2 separate regions of the Mus musculus genome follow, and region 1 is linked to region 2. The links are chromatin contacts, called in public Hi-C maps. All regions are on one chromosome and are shown on one strand. Each heading gives the region's core, a stretch centred on a gene start, on an enhancer-like site or on the middle of the called end of the contact. The rest is flanking DNA. Distances are from core to core; before and after follow the strand shown. Region 1 overlaps Gm34999 (a long non-coding RNA gene). Region 2 overlaps Xylt1 (xylosyltransferase 1).

Region 1 (7,500 bases), core at 3,688-6,187, 880 kb before region 2:
AGCAACTTTTTACAACAATGTATGAGGTAGGGAATGGGAAGAGATGTCTGGGACGCCTGGAGAACAGCAGGCCCTTAATAGAGAGTAAGTGTCTTCCCACAGGCTTAGGACTGTGTCTTCAGCTGAGTGAGGATTAACCGTGCCTCCCGAATCCAGGTAATGGTCAGAAAGATGGCCCTGAAAGAAATAAAAAATACATAAGCAAAGGAAATGTCTCAGAGAGAGATAGAGATACAAATGAATGGTGTTTTTTGTTGTTGTTGGTTTTGTCTTTTTTTTTTTTTTTTTTTTTTTTGAGACAGCCCTGGCTGTCCTGGAACTCACTTTGTAGACCAGGCTGGCCTTGAACTCAGAAATCCGCCTGCCCCTTCCTCGGGAACACTGGGATTAAAGGCGTGTGCCACCAACGCCCGGCACGAATGTTTTTCTTAAAGGAGAATAACATTTTAAAATGTGGACCTCTTCAGGAATTTATACATCATCCTCACACAGGGACCATACTAATCTCTTTAATTGTTCCAATTTTAAATGCAAGCTGCCAAAACCAGAAGCACATGCATTTTTAGAGAATTTTATATAAATGATATTTTTATAGGCTGGTGCACCTCATCTCTGTGCCGTCTTCAAGCTTAGTGGATATGTAGCCTCGTGCTCTCTTTCTTTTTCTTCTCCCTCCCCCTCCCCCCTCTCACTTCCTCTTTCATTTAACACAAGAATAGTCACTGTTGCCCAGGCTGGCCTCAGACTCTTGAGCTCAAAGGCTCTAGCTTCCTCAGCCTCCAGAAAAGATGGTGATAGAAGAGCACACCACCACATCTTGTCTTCCCCTCTCCTCTTCTCAGCTTTATTGTTTCTTCTTCCTCCCCTGTCTCTTCGTCTCTTCATCATCTTCCTCCTCCTCTTTTGGTTTTTTTTTTTTTTTTTTTTTTTTTTGGTTTTGTTTTTTGTTTTTCAAGACAGGGTTTCTCTGTATAGCCCTGGCTGTCCTGGAACTCACTCTGTAGACCAGGCTGGCCTCAAACTCAGAAATCCTCCTGCCTCTGCCTCCTGAGATTAAAGGCGTGTGCCACCATGCCCGGCCCCCCTCCTCTTTTTAACTGTTGTGAAGAACATGAAAACTGGAGAAAACATTGCATTGGCTAGAGAAATAACTCCAGAATAATGACCTCTAAGTTTTCAGTGGCCTGACACATAGCATACCGGTTCCCAAAAGAGAACTCTTCTTTTGGACATCCACGCCCCTAGGGTTGGTTGCAGTTCACTTCCTCCACTCTTTGCTTACACAACAGGTAGCTGAGCCCTCTTTTCCAAAGGTGGGGTATTCAATTATGGTCCTGACTTGGTGGGGCGGACCCTAGCTCTCTGAGTCCCAGAATCCTCTTCTCCACTATCTGGGGAATAAGACAGCTGCTCACTGTTCTAGAGGGGCAACATTGTCCTGAACTGAGGCACATGGAGTAGATAAATCAGAGATTTAGCAAATCTTAGAGAGGCCACCGGCTGGTTGCCATTGATAATGGCTGTGACGCTCAATGGTCTCCTCTTGGTGATGATCTTTTCTATGTGATCCCTGGACTGGCAACTTCAGCAGTACCGTTAGAAATGAAGACCCTCAGGCTAGGCTGGACCTTCTGAGTCAGCTCAGAAGGACAGGGCTAGCTGACATTTTTTAAAACTAACCTACTGGAATGTTTGAGGCAGAGCCACTTGTAACTCAGGCTGGTCTCACATTTACTGTGTAGTTGAGGATGGCCTTCATCTCCTGCCTCTATGTCCTAAGCACTGGAACTGCAAGTTTGACTCCAAGCCTTGTGTTTATGTAGTGTTAGGGACAGAGCCCAGGGTTTCTTGTATGTGAAGCAGGCACTCTGCCAGCTGAGCAGCATGCCTTGTCCCTCTGACACTGCCTCAGGCCAATGCACATCAGACCCTATTTCACACCAGAACCTTCTTGGAAGCCCCAGACAACCCTATTGTTCAATCTTCCCCACCAACCCAAAACCAAGACCCAGGTATCAGAACTGTCCTAATTCTTTCTTGTAAGTCTATTCACGGCCCTGAGCATCAGTATCACTCGGGAGAAATTCTGAATGCCAAGTTTGGTCCCAAGGCCCATACAGACTACACTTCAATCTGGGTGATTCTCCTGACTCACTAAAATATGGGAATGTTTTAGCTATGGCTCAGTCCCAGGGCGTCCCTGATGAAGTCCCAAGTACCAGAGGGAAAAACGGTCAGTAATAGTCATAGAAAGGTTTGTGCTTCTATGCCAGTTGGCTTCTACCGTATGCTAATCTTGAAGCTGTCCCCTCCAGACCCCACCCTCCTGACAAAAGCCAGGACCCGGGTTATAAAAACTCAATTTGAGATGTGTCTGAAGCTTTTGGAAGTACAGGTCAATGTACCTCCCTGAAGCCAGTCCAGCTGCCCAGGGGCGGTTATTGGGTTTGTGGTGTTGTTTTCTGATTCTCTGAGGACCTGGCCTTCCAGTCCCCACCAACGGATGCGAACAACCTCAGGCAGAAGCATTAAAGTCCGTGAGCTCCTCCAAGGGGGCCCTAGAGAATAAGCCAGCAAGGAGGAAGCTCTTTAATTAACACTAGGGCTGTGACTCTGACCGCCATGTTATTAATTACTGCCTGTTACTCCCCGGTGGCATCCTCTGAACAAGCTATTGCTCACTCGCCCCGCCCAGCCCCACCCTCCAGCTTTCCCTTCTTACTCCTTACTCAACGTTTTACCAGACTGCTACGCAGTGATTTGAAAGTGAAACCAAGGCTGACTCAGAATTGGAACAAAGTTGCATCTGGACTAAGGGTTTCCTTAAACACGTAGAAAGTGCCACAGAGTGGAATGCGCAAAACTTGTGAGCGAGAGGGGCAGAAACCTTATTGTTCTGGAAGTTTCTAACTCACAAAAAACCTTTTGTGGTAATCTAGTCCATACCTTAGTTTACTTTTTTTGCCCTTTGCTTGAAAGTGATGAAGGGAGGAGAAATCTTGTTTTTAAAAACATGTGGGTTTTGTTTTTTGGTTTTTTTGGGTGGTGGTGGTGGTGGTTGGTTGGTTGGTTGTGTTTTATTTTTGCTTTGAGACAGGGTCGCATGTCATGAAGGCTGGCCTCAAACTTATTTTTAGCCAAGGATGATCTTAAACTTCTTCCTGTCTCCAGGGCTTCCAGGAATGTGCCACCACGCCCAGTTTTAAGGTGATTAAGTGGCGCATGTGCCGTGGGGTCTTCAAGCCTGCCTTCACCCTTCACTCCTGTCCCTGTGTGCTAGTGTGAAGCCGTAGGGGAGGGGACAATGGGGTAGAAAGTGGCTAGAGTTTGGTCACTCAGAGGGAGTCCGTTTACTGCCTCGGGTCTCAGTTTTCTCTAAAATAAGGGATGCCACAGGGTGTGAAGGTGCACACCTGTAACCCTACCCCTCAGGATGCGGAGGCAAGCAGGTTGTGATTTTGAGTCCAGCCGGGGCTGCATACCAAAGCTCTATCTCAAAAATAAAGCTGAAACTGGGTGTGGTGGCCAGTACTCCGAAGGAAGTCGGAGGCTGGAGGATCAAAAGTTCAAGGTCCTCAGGTACAGAGCGGTTTCACACCCTAGACACGTGACCACCTGTCAAATAAGTAAGTGAAGAAATACACAACATAAAGAAATTTACCAGCGGGTTGGTGGTGGCGCACACCTTTGATCCCAGCACTTGGGAGGCAGAGGCAGGTGGATTTCTAAATTCGAGGCCAGCCTGGTCTACAGAGTGAGTTCCAGGACAGCCAGTACTACACAGAGAAACCCTGTCTCTAAAAATAAATAAGTAAATAAATAAAAAGAAATTTACTGCTGGAGAGTACAAACTTTGTCAAAGGCTTACAGTGATGTCCCAGGAGTCTGTGCGGCTAAGAGAAGCCCTCCCCTCATCCTTTTCCCCTTGTTAGCCTCCAAGATTGTGGGTTGCAGATTTCAAGAGAGGGAGGGGGATACCTAGATAGATAGACAGACAGACAGACAGACAGAAGATAAGTAGGACTCTTTCTGGAGTTTGATTTGGGACTTCTCAGCTTTTACAAGTTGGGGACCTAATGCCTCCCTTTTCTTCTGCAGAATTTGGAATCCAGAGAAAACACTGAGGGCACAGGTCACCTGTAATGACCAATAAGGAGATCCCAGGGCTCCTTCAGAATCCAGTTCTGCCCGCTCTACGAACACACTACATGGCTGTGCCGTTGTAGCTGTGCCTGTTACATATATTCTGTCAGTAAGGAGTTGGGTATCCATTCTAAGCTGATAGTTAAATAAATGGGGAGAAGCCTGAGACATACCACCATAAATAATAACTAACTGTGCAATCAGACTTCCAGAAAAGCCTGAGGAAAAGCAGGTTCCGTTAGGCTGATCACTCTGGGTTCTGGTGCAGTAATGGGCAGTGGCACCTCCCAAGCCTACTGCAAGACGAGCTCCCTGTCTGTCAATCAAATAAGGCCCAAGGGATGACTCAAGTTTGTAAGCCTAGGGCTTGGGAGATAAAGTCAGGTGTATTTCTGTGAATTTGAAGCTAGGCTAGTCTACGTTAGTTTTAGCCAGGCTACATAGTGAAATTCTGTTTAAAAACAAACAAACAAACAATAGTCCAGACTCTGACTCACAAAACAAATAAACAAAGGAGCAGAGAACCATATGTACCAGTAGATGCTTGTCTTTGTGTGGGAGGCTACAGCGTGATGTTACAGACTGGGATAGACTGGCGGCTTACAAACAGCAATTCATTTCTCAGAATTCTACCATCTAGAAAGTCCAGTGTCGAGACACCAACAGATGCAGTGTCTGAGGAGGACCTAACTTCTATAACTTTTGTACTATACCTTCCCACAGTAGGGGTAATGGTTTGAATGCGAAATGTCCTTACAGTGTTTGAACACTTGGTCTCCACGTGGTGGCACCGTTCAGAAAGATTGGAGAACCTTACAATGTGGAACGTGACTACAGGAAGTGGATCAGTAGAGCCTCGCCTTACAGGTCATAGTCAAGCCTGTTTCTAACCCAAGTTCTTCCCCTCTCTGTCTCTGCTTCCTGCTCTGTGGAAATTTGAGGAATCCTAGACACATTCTCCACAGTGTGAAGTCTGTTGTGCCTTCTCTGCTGTTGTAAATGAAGACTGCTCAAACTGTAAGCCCAAATAACTCTTTCTCTTCTCTTCAAATTTTTTCACAGTAATGTAAAAAGGTAGCTATATCAGGGCGAGGCCTCTCTCTTAAGGGTACTAGTCCTCTTCTCGTGGACTCAGTTTCCACAGCCTGACCATCCCGGCCTCTACCTCTCAATGCTAGAATTGCAGGCATGCACCACCACCTGGGTGTTTGCCCCATGCTTTGGGAGGAACCAGGACTTCCTGCATGCCTGGCAAGCACTCTGCCAACTGAGCTAACATCTCCAGCTCTCAAAGCCTTACCTTCTAAAGCAGCGGTTCTCAACCTATGGGACTGCGACCCTTTTGGGGGTCACACAACCCCTTCACAGGGGTCACCTAAGACCATTGGAAAACACAGAGATTTACATTACAATTCATGACAGTACCAAAATTACAGTTATGAAATAGCAACAAAAATAATTTTATGATTGGGAGTCACCACAAAACAAGGAACTATCTTAAAGGGTCGCAGCATCAGGAAGGCTGAGAACCACTGCTTCTAGAACATTTTGGGATCTGGGTTTTCAACAGATGAGGCCAAAGGAGAAAGCATGTTGAGACCCTAGGGTGGCTCTGTGGATGCTGGTGACCTAAACTGCTTCTGTACTGACGCTGTCAACCCCTTGGAGTGAGGGGTGCTTCTAACTAGAATCACCTGTGGCAATTCCTAATGTGTAAGTTACAGGTTGGGTTCGAAAAGCTTTGCTGTCAGAGCTGGTTTTCCCCTAGGAACCGCAGCCAATGGCTCTTTTCTCCCAGGGAAGATCTGGAAATGCCTGGTCAAACTATGGAGTTACCCAAGCATTGCAAACCAGCCAGTTACGGAAAGCACCTGCTGGAGGAGAACACAGCCCACAGAGCAGCACATGGCTTCTCTCTAAATGGCTGATGGTAAAGGGCTTTCCTCTTGTGAAGGAGACTCTGCAGCAGGAGTAACTACAAAACCCACGATCGAACAAACGCTCCTGCTTGTTTTCAGGCCACATTATTATATAAACAGCTCCCAACTCTCTGCCTCCAAGTTGTCAAATTCCTCAAAGGGCGCTCAATTGAGAAGCCAATCCCAAGCCACATTTACTTGTCAGAAGGTCCATGTTGTGAGGACATGAATCTCAGAAGAATAGGACAGGCTGGGGATGTATAATAGCTCAGCAGTAAACATTTGTCTGGGGTGAATAAAGGAGAAAAGGGGGGAGGGAAGGGGCACACACAGAGCTCTAGGCTGAGGAAGCTCTTTGAATAATGTTCTCTTTAGAACAAAGAATTCCAGGGGTCTAAGGAGATAGCTTGGCTGGTAAGAGCAATTGCTGCACAAGAGAGAGTATCTAAATTTAAAAACCTGTAAAATAGAGCTGAACTTGGCCTTAGTATACCTGTGACCCCAGGGCTTCTGGAGTTAGAGACAGAAAGATAATTGAGGCTTACTGTCTACCAGCCTAGCTCTAAGTTCAATGAGAGACCCCGTCTTAAAGGATGAGGTGGAGAGTGATACAGACTACCCAGTGTCCTTCAGGCCTCTGCACATGCATGCACACATGCAGGCATGCATATTTATATTCTGTTTTGACCATCCTTTTTCTTTTCAGCTTTCTAATTTATCAGGCTCTGGTGCTCTCACAGACCTTGGGCAGGGCACTTTATTTCCCTGAACATGAGGTCCCTCATCAGGAAATGTTGGGAGCCGCCCCCACATTCGCCGTTACAAGATGGCGCTGACATCCTGTGTTCTAAGTGGTAAACAAATAATCTGCGCATGTGCCAAGGGTATCTTATGACTACTTGTGCTCTGCCTTCCCCGTGACGTCAACTCGGCCGATGGGCTGCAGCCAATCAGGGAGTGACACGTCCGAGGCGAAGGAGAATTCTCCTTAAGAGGGACGGGGTTTCGTTTTTTCCCTCTCTTGCTTCTTGCTCTCTTGCTTCTTGCACTCTGTTCCTGAAGATGTAAGAATAAAGCTTTGCCGCAGAAGATTCTGGTCTGTGGTGTTCTTCCTGGCCGGTCGTGAGAACGCGTCTAATAACAATTGGTGCCGAAACCCGGGACGAGAAAAAAACTCGGGACTGGCGCAAGGAGGATCCCTCATTCCGGAACCAGAACTGCGGATCACGTTTATAAAGGTTCCCGTAACACAGACTGTTGAGAAGGATTCAACTGCCGAATTCAGAACTCATCAGCTGGGGAACGACGGTGATAAAGGTTCCCGTAAAGCAGACTGTTAAGAAGGATTCAACTGTATGAATTCAGAACTTTTCAGCTGGGGAACGAGGTAAGTCTGATCTTGAACTTTCTAAGGAAATTCAAGACAGTCTATCAGAAG
Region 2 (7,719 bases), core at 5,102-7,601:
CTACAGCCTCAGCCCCTCCCTTGTCCAGTTTTCAGAAACCCAGGGATTATTCTTTGATGGTGGAGACTAAGAAAACAATCTGCTGAGGAGGCTTATGCAGGTTAGATGCTCCATCACAGCCCGAAGGGCACAGGGAAGAATTCAGTCTCCGGGTTCCCTTATATCCAGCCAGTCCCAAAGCCCACGGAGAGAAGCCAGGATCCGTGATGAGCGTGTGAAGAACATGGGTCCCTGAACAGGCTGAGGGGTGATGCAGACCCTTTGCTAACCAGCTGTGTGACTCTGCTGGATTAGTTCCCCTCTCTGTGCATCACTTTCTGCATCTACACACTCACTGTACAACAGCTGTGACAAGACTCACATGACAGGATGTCAGACCATTAACATGGCTTGAGGCCAGCTTAACACTATCATCTCATCTTTCTCTCTCCCTGCATAGTTCTATCCATCTGTCTGTCTATGAAACATCTCATGTAGCCCAGGCGGGCCTCAAACTCACAATGTAGCCAAGAATGAGTTTGACCTTTTCATCCTCCTGCCGCCAGTCCAGATACTAGGATTCCAAGCATGTGCTGCCATGCCAGTGTATGCCTTTCCCAGAGCTCCATTCATGCTAGGCAAGCACTCTACCAACTGAGTCATATACATAGCTCATCGTTATCAGTATCACCTCCCAGCATCAATATCAATGTTCTACACACCAGGTTCTAAGAACTGGGTCTCAAAATGCAATCAGAATATTTAAGAAGCTGATAGGAGACCATGTAGCATGAGTTGACTCTAAAGGATATAAAGGATGTTGGATCTTAGACACACACACACACACACACACACTTTTGATGGCATTGGGGAGGGAACCCAAAGCATTACACATGCTGGGCAAGTAAGTGTTCCACCATGAAGCTACACCATGAGCCCCTAAAAGCAGGGCTGAATAGGTCTTGCCTCATTAAATCTTTGAAGGAAATAAAAGCATTTTTCTGAGCACTACATGTTACTATCGCAGCACTGGGATGCATTGATGGTGTTAAGAGGTCCAAGGCCAACTGTGATGGTCACAGGAACCTAATAAAAGGCTGGGGTCTCTGAGTTTATGCCCAGACAGATGGAGACCTGGAAAGGGAGTCCTTTTTCATACAAAGACCTTGGATCAACCACAACACATGGTGACATGAACCCTAGGAACACTCTCTGTTGGGTACAGGAAGACAGACATATGTGAAGAGGGCATAGCAAATCATGAGGGTCAAGACTGTTCAGAGCCCGAGAAACCAAGAGATCATCCATCTATTACAGGAACAAACAGGCAGCAACCAAACCCAGAGAAGCAGAACAAGGTTTAGCTCCAGAGATCCTGGCCTCTGTATATCCAGTTCACTTTGCCCTGCTCCATCATGGGAAGACAGGATATTGGCATAGCAAGCTCCCACTCATGCAAAAGTCAAACCCAAGATGATGGTACCAGGCTGGGGTGCGTAGAACACCACTATCAAATCTAAATACCCAGAAGAGTTAGGTCTGGTGGCACAGCTTACCATCCTAGCTACTCAGGAGCCTGTCAAGCTGGGATGTGAGCTGCTCCCATTGCCACCGCACGTCATCTGAAAGGAAGGTATACGAGATTTCTTCTTTGATATAGGAGTGATGTAGACAGGATTATTTTTATTGTTTTTTGGGATGGGGCTGATATGACTCAGGTTGGACTCTGTGGTGGTTTGAGTGAGAATGGCTACAGAGAATCATACATTTGAATACTTGGCCTCCAGCTGATGGAACTATTTGGGAAGGATTAGGAAGTGTGGCCTTATTGAAGGAGTGTGTCTTGGGGGTGGGCTTTGAGGTTTCAAAAGACTCCAGGGTGCCCTTTCTGTCTCCTATTTGCACAAGCTCTAAGCTGTTCTGTCAGCCATGCCTTTGTTCTACCATCATGGACTCTAACCCTCTAAAACCATAAACCCAAATTTAAATGCTTTCTTTAATAAGTTGACTTGGTCATAGTGTTTAATTATAGCAACAGAAAGGTAAGCAAGATATCTCCCAACTAGCTATGTATCCAAAACTAAGCTTGAACGTCTCATCCTCTTGTCTCTTCTACTCGAGTACTAGGATCACAGGCATATGCTACCATGTCTGCGTTATGCAGGGCTAGAGATCAAACCCAAGGCTGTATGAGTGTTAGACATTCACTACACCTACTGAGCCAGATCCCCAGCCCTAGAAAGGTCTTCTCAGTTTGCATTTCTATGTGACTGCCTTCTAGAAGCGAATGTCCAACACCTTGTTATTCCATGAATGAGGCCAGAAGATTCCATCTTTTGAAATAGATGAGTTTATTCTGAGATGAAGTTAACCATCAGTTGTATGAGGGTATCTCAGAACATCTAGAGCATGGTCTCTTCTGTGTTGTACTTTGTTTTCTGAAACAAGGTCTTACATAACCCAAGCTAGCCTCAAATTCCATCCATAGCAGAGGTTGACCTTGGCCTCCTTCCTCTCCTGCCTCCACCACCCAGTTGTTAGAATTACAAGCACGCATTACCAAATCCTGCGTAGAAAGTAGGATTGATAAAGAAGAGGCCATAGGGTTAACGAGATAGCTCAGCAGGTAGGTACTTGCCACCAAGCCTGGTAACCTGAGTTCAAATTCGATTCCCGGAATTCAAATTAGAAGTATTGCAATCTCTCTCTCTCACGCGCGCGCACACACACACACACACACACACACACACACACACCCCTTTATAAGGAGTTCTAAGGTTTAATAAACTATAAAGCTGGAGTGGGGGAGCAAAACCACCCAGACTGAAGGGTTAAGCTTTTCATATCTAGGAAATCCATATTCAGGGCCCTAACCCCATGTAAAAAATTACAACTGAAACTGACCAATATTGAGTCATATGTAACAGATTGTGGCTGAAATGGGCTTTCATGTGCACTTCAAGCACAAAAATCCATATTTTATCTCCAACAAAAATAATATCAGCAAGCATATTCTCTTATAACACAGGTGAAGTCCGCTCATTGCAAACAGCAGGACCTGGGGCCAGGCTTCTTAAACAGCCAGGATGTTTTTCTGCTGGGGAGGGCTGGCTGGAAGACAAAGCTGACAGGCCTCTTTAACAAGCCCCAGAAAGAATATGAAGTCATTGTATTTAGCCAGCGCCAAGCAAATCTGAAAGACGATGGATCGAAGGGAATCCTTGTCCCAACCCTGTCAGCAGCTGTGACTGCAGAAGTGGGACAGTAAATAGAAAGTGACTGGGGTTCAGATAGTGAGGCAGATCCTGGGCCGCTAAACACTGCTGACATTGCACAGAAAGCCAGGTCCTCAGATGGAGGCCAGAGCTCTAATGTTCCGCGGCCCACAACATATGCAGTTCCCGAAGGGACACTTCAGCACAGCATTTCAATGTAAAATGACACATGCCACTGCAGGCTAGAGATCTTATGGGGGAGACAAGGCTGTGCTCATCTGCTTCCCAGCAAGAATATCGGAACAGCTAGGGATAAAGGGAAGTCAATCAAAGCAAAAAGTGATGGGGATTGGAAAGAAAGAAAGAAAAAAAAAACAGGCCTAATTCTGCCAGACTTGTTTTGCTGAGTAAAGATAACAGCTTTCTGGACCATATGACTTCAGCATAAGAAATTAAATGATGGCATCGTTTCCCAAAGTAGTTAATGTCAGGTGCTTCCAGCAGCCTAAAAGGAACTGAACAATAACCAACCAATACATCTCAGTTATATGGATTCCCACTCTACAACACTAATTATGGACATGAGTCTCCTGCTGGAACCGCAGCCTGGGAACCTATCGCCAACCTCCACTCCTCCGTGTGAATGAAGGTCAGGTTTCAAAGCCAAAGCTCATCTCCAAACCAGCCATTTAGAAAAAGGAAACAAAGCAAAAGAGTAAATACATTGATTTTGCACATGGATATTTATCTAGCCAATGCCTGTGTGTTCATCAAAGACACATATGAAAGTGCTCAGGGCAGAGCTGGAGCGTTGGCTCAGCAGACAATGCTGCATACCAGGAATGGTGGCATTCCTGATGAGTCCCATCCTGGGGACCTACATGGTGGAAGGAAGCAGTTGACTCTGGAAAGTTGTATTTTGAGCCCTGTGCGCTCGCTTGCTCTCTCTCTCTCTCTCTCTCTCTCTCTCTCTCTCTCTCTCTCTCTCCCTCTCCCTCTCCCTCTCCCTCTCCCTCTCCCTCCCCTCTCCCTCTCCCTCTCCCTCTCCCTCTCTCTCTCTCTCTCTCTCTCTCACACACACACACACACATACACATTAAATAAATAAATTCGAATGCAGTAATCTCTTCTTAAAGAATGTTCATAGCAACACTATCTCTAATGGCCACCAACTAGGGGCTAGCTAAAGGGCCATGGACAGGCATCTTGGAGATATAGGGCTTGCTGAGCCTGGACCAGCCCCAGGTTCCATGCCCAGCACTGAGAGGGAAGTAAATAAAGTTAGAACTATAATACATCTTCACAATCAAGCCAGCTTACAGTCCAATCAGCTTCATAGAGAGAAGCTCGGTAATCAAATGAAATTAGCTAGGCATCCTTCAGTGTGGCCAGGTACCAGCAGGGGCTAGTGTCTTTTGGACTATTTAATAATAAAACACAGGTTGCAATTATTTTCCTCCAGCTGACACTGTGCTTGTCTCTAACGTGCCACCCATCTGATAGACTGAAGGACAGGGTCACCATTCAAATCCAGCATCCCTGGGATGACACACTTCACTGTCACCAGCGGCTCCTACAGTGGATCTTGGCTACTCATCCCACTCACAACAGCAGCTGGCAAAACACGTGGCCTTCAACCTGCAGCCAAGCCTCCACTGGACATTCAGGGAGGAAAAGGGCCAGGCCTGGCTTCCATGCAATTCCCAGAGAATATGTGGTTAATTATTTTTCTCTCTGTAAGCAGCTGGGTCTCCCTGAAATTCGAGTCCGTAATAATTGCTGTAATTACTATTTTAATACAAATCAGAAACTTATCAAAATATTACACCGTGGATGTTACTTCTCTTTCTCACTGTGGATGGAGGGTGCCTGCCACTGGCCCTGCCCAACTTGGTGAGGATGGAGGGATCATGGCTTCTCAGCACAGAGGACTGTCAGGTCTGAATGTGTACATTTTGCTTTTAGCAACAGTAAGTCATGCTCTGATTGACACCCCAGCTTGATCCTGCTTGTTGCTGGGTCTCAGTAGTTCCATCAACACAATGGGCAGATGGGGCCAGGCTAGTAGAGGGATTTTGCATAATGGCTTAGAGAAATTGCTCTGCTAAAATCATCTACCAGAGATGTTGGTAAAGAGGACCCTGGCACACAAAATCTGAGCGTGTCAGGGTACATATATAATCCCAGTGCCTGGGAGAGGGTTAGAGGTAGAGCCCAAGGTCTTACTGGCCAGCCAGAGTCCTGAATCAGAGAACTCTAGATTCAATGAGAGTGGAATATACCCAACATTGGCCTCCACCTACATCCCAGCACAAACACATGTGCACCTCCATACACACATATACCCCTTTCTATGGAGCCCAGAATTTTGACATACAGGCTCCCAGGTCATGTTGCCTGAGTCATGTTCCATTGTTGCTTGTTGTATAGCTCAGGGGAATTCTAGATTTTTTCTTTTTTTTTCTTTTCTTTTCTTCCCCCCCCCCCCCCCGAGACAGGGTTTCTCTGTGTACCCCTGGCTGTCCTGGAACTCTCTCTTTAGACCAGGCTGGCCTTGAACTCAGAAATCCCCCTGCCTCTGCCTTCCAAGTGCTGGGATTAAAGGCGTGTGCCACCACTGCCTGGCGGAATTCCTTATTCTCCCCAGGCCTCAGTCTCTTCAGAGAAATAAAGATCAGGGAATAAGGTAGGTAGGAGGTGGCACCGCAGCCACTTGATAAGGCTGCTGTAAATGACTGAACGTGCTAATCCCTGATATTCTGCTTAGCCTGGCACACACTGACTTCTCACAGGGAACCGCAATTGTTAGCATGTTATTGTGAGAGTTAACTCCAATCTTGTCAGATAGCCCACAAAAGCTGATGATCCCTTGAAGATGTGGTCCCAAACGGCTCAGCTGAAGGGGATGGAGTCTGTAGAAGGTGGGACCTCACAGGAATGAGCTAGGTGACCAGCAGCCAACCCTCTTTCTGCTTTCAGGCTGTCATGAGGTGGGTGGCTCCCTTTACCACACTCTCCTGCCTCATTACAGGCTCAGTGGCGGAAAACCAGGTATAGAAACCGTTCCAAACGTTGAGCCTCAGTCAATCTCCCTGCCTACCGTGGGGCATTTCACCACAGTAAAGGGAAGTTGACTCACACAAACTCCAACTGTGGTTTGAAGTGACACAGATAAGCAGGGTGGCCCCAGGGCAAGCTGGAAGTCCCAGCAGAAAGGAAAGTCACACCTTCCTCCTGCAAACTGTCACCTTTCCAGAAACAAAGGCCAGAGTCCAGCAGTAGCAGGCACTCCAGAATAGATTAGGATTTAAAGTCAGTGGTTTTGGCTACCAACCAGGGTGTTTAGAAATCCCCTATTTCTTTCAAGTGAGGGAGGAAGAGAAGAAGAGGAGAGCCAGGAGATGGGTGGTGCTGTGCCTCTCTCACCCACAGAGGGCCAGGTTTGCTCCTGGCTCCTGGCTTCCCGACTACTTTCTAGCGTCCACTTTAGTTTGGGCATCGTCGCTCCCCTAACCATCCCCAATAAACAGCTGGCTTCCTCCAGATCCTTCTGCTGGCTGAGAGTTATGAACCTTCCAAAAGCTCCAGCTGCCACCAGCTTCCTGGTGGGGGAAAGTTAGTAACAGAAGCCAGGCCCACCTGCAAATCGCTGGGTGGTTGCTAAAGCCCTGTTCTCGCATGGTCCCCACCCTCCTCAAACTGTCTTCTCTTTGCCTTCTACTTAAGATTTAAGATGCTAGGAGAGACCTAGATGAGGGGCTGGCTCACATTAGACCCAGAGTCAAGTCACCTGTGAGCCAAAGGGGTTCTCTGTGTCTTCGACACCAGCTGTCTCTTCCCAGCTAGAGATAAAAGGCAGCATGAATGAGAGGCAATGAATAGGCTTTTATTTCATACTGAACATCTGCAAAGCCTGGTCCTTCATGAAAAAATAAAAAACCAACCCACAATCAAACACAAGACAGCTAAAAGTCTGGCAAAGGGAAACAAAACAAAACAACAAAAAAAGATTTCTCATTACATCTCTAATTAATAAAACCCCGTTTCACCAGTAAAGATGAAGATAGAAAGAGTATCTTTCACATCCCTAAAGAAAGGGTACTTAATGAGGTAACCACCATATTTCTTGATCCTCTAAGTGGATTTTAATACTATCCTTAAATAATGTATACAGGCTCTCCATTACAAAAGCCGTTGTTTATTTAATGAACGCCAGTGTGGTTGAGTGCTGAGACGTTGTGAAATGATCTCGCTAGAGTCCTTGGGCTTTCCCCACTCCCCACCGACCTCCTCAAGAGATGATTGGGTGTCCCCATAGCCCTTTAGAGTTGCTGCTGTCATCTGCGTGGTGGTTCTGTTACCCTGGGCTCTGAATTGCAGTCTCGGTTCTGGTTTAAGTTAACGCAGCCATTTACCAATCTGTCCAGGGACTCATTCATCGCAGGTAATTTCATGTTCAATACGTAGCGGACCAAACAGAGGACAAGGATTCAACAGGAGGCATGAGTCCCAGAGACTCACAGGA

Evidence for each region. Hi-C and Micro-C count contacts between places; a contact is called where the count stands out from the background.
Region 1: a Hi-C map of the Ba/F3 cell line shows a contact between it and region 2, with 4 times the contacts expected there. The contact joins two enhancer-like sites. A contact is called at or near these places in 2 of 484 Hi-C or Micro-C datasets (the Ba/F3 cell line and CD4 T cells).

Annotation. Positions count from the first base shown.
Region 1 is chr7:118,272,913-118,280,412 of GRCm38.p6, reverse strand. Gm34999 (a long non-coding RNA gene) reads right to left here. Exons shown (of 3, transcript XR_378449.3): 3 at 1-177. Gm23229 (a small nuclear RNA gene) reads right to left here and starts at 552; the gene lies at 448-552. Within about 2 kb of position 4,937, at least 94 of the 459 cell types and tissues checked have an H3K27ac peak or open chromatin away from gene starts, as enhancers often do. A contact at or near this core is called in the Ba/F3 cell line, where this site is marked.
Region 2 is chr7:117,392,818-117,400,536 of GRCm38.p6, reverse strand. The region is part of intron 1 of Xylt1 (xylosyltransferase 1); the gene reads right to left. Among named protein-coding and RNA genes, the nearest start is that of Xylt1, 16 kb to the right of the region's middle. Within about 2 kb of position 6,351, at least 123 of the 459 cell types and tissues checked have an H3K27ac peak or open chromatin away from gene starts, as enhancers often do. A contact at or near this core is called in the Ba/F3 cell line, where this site is marked.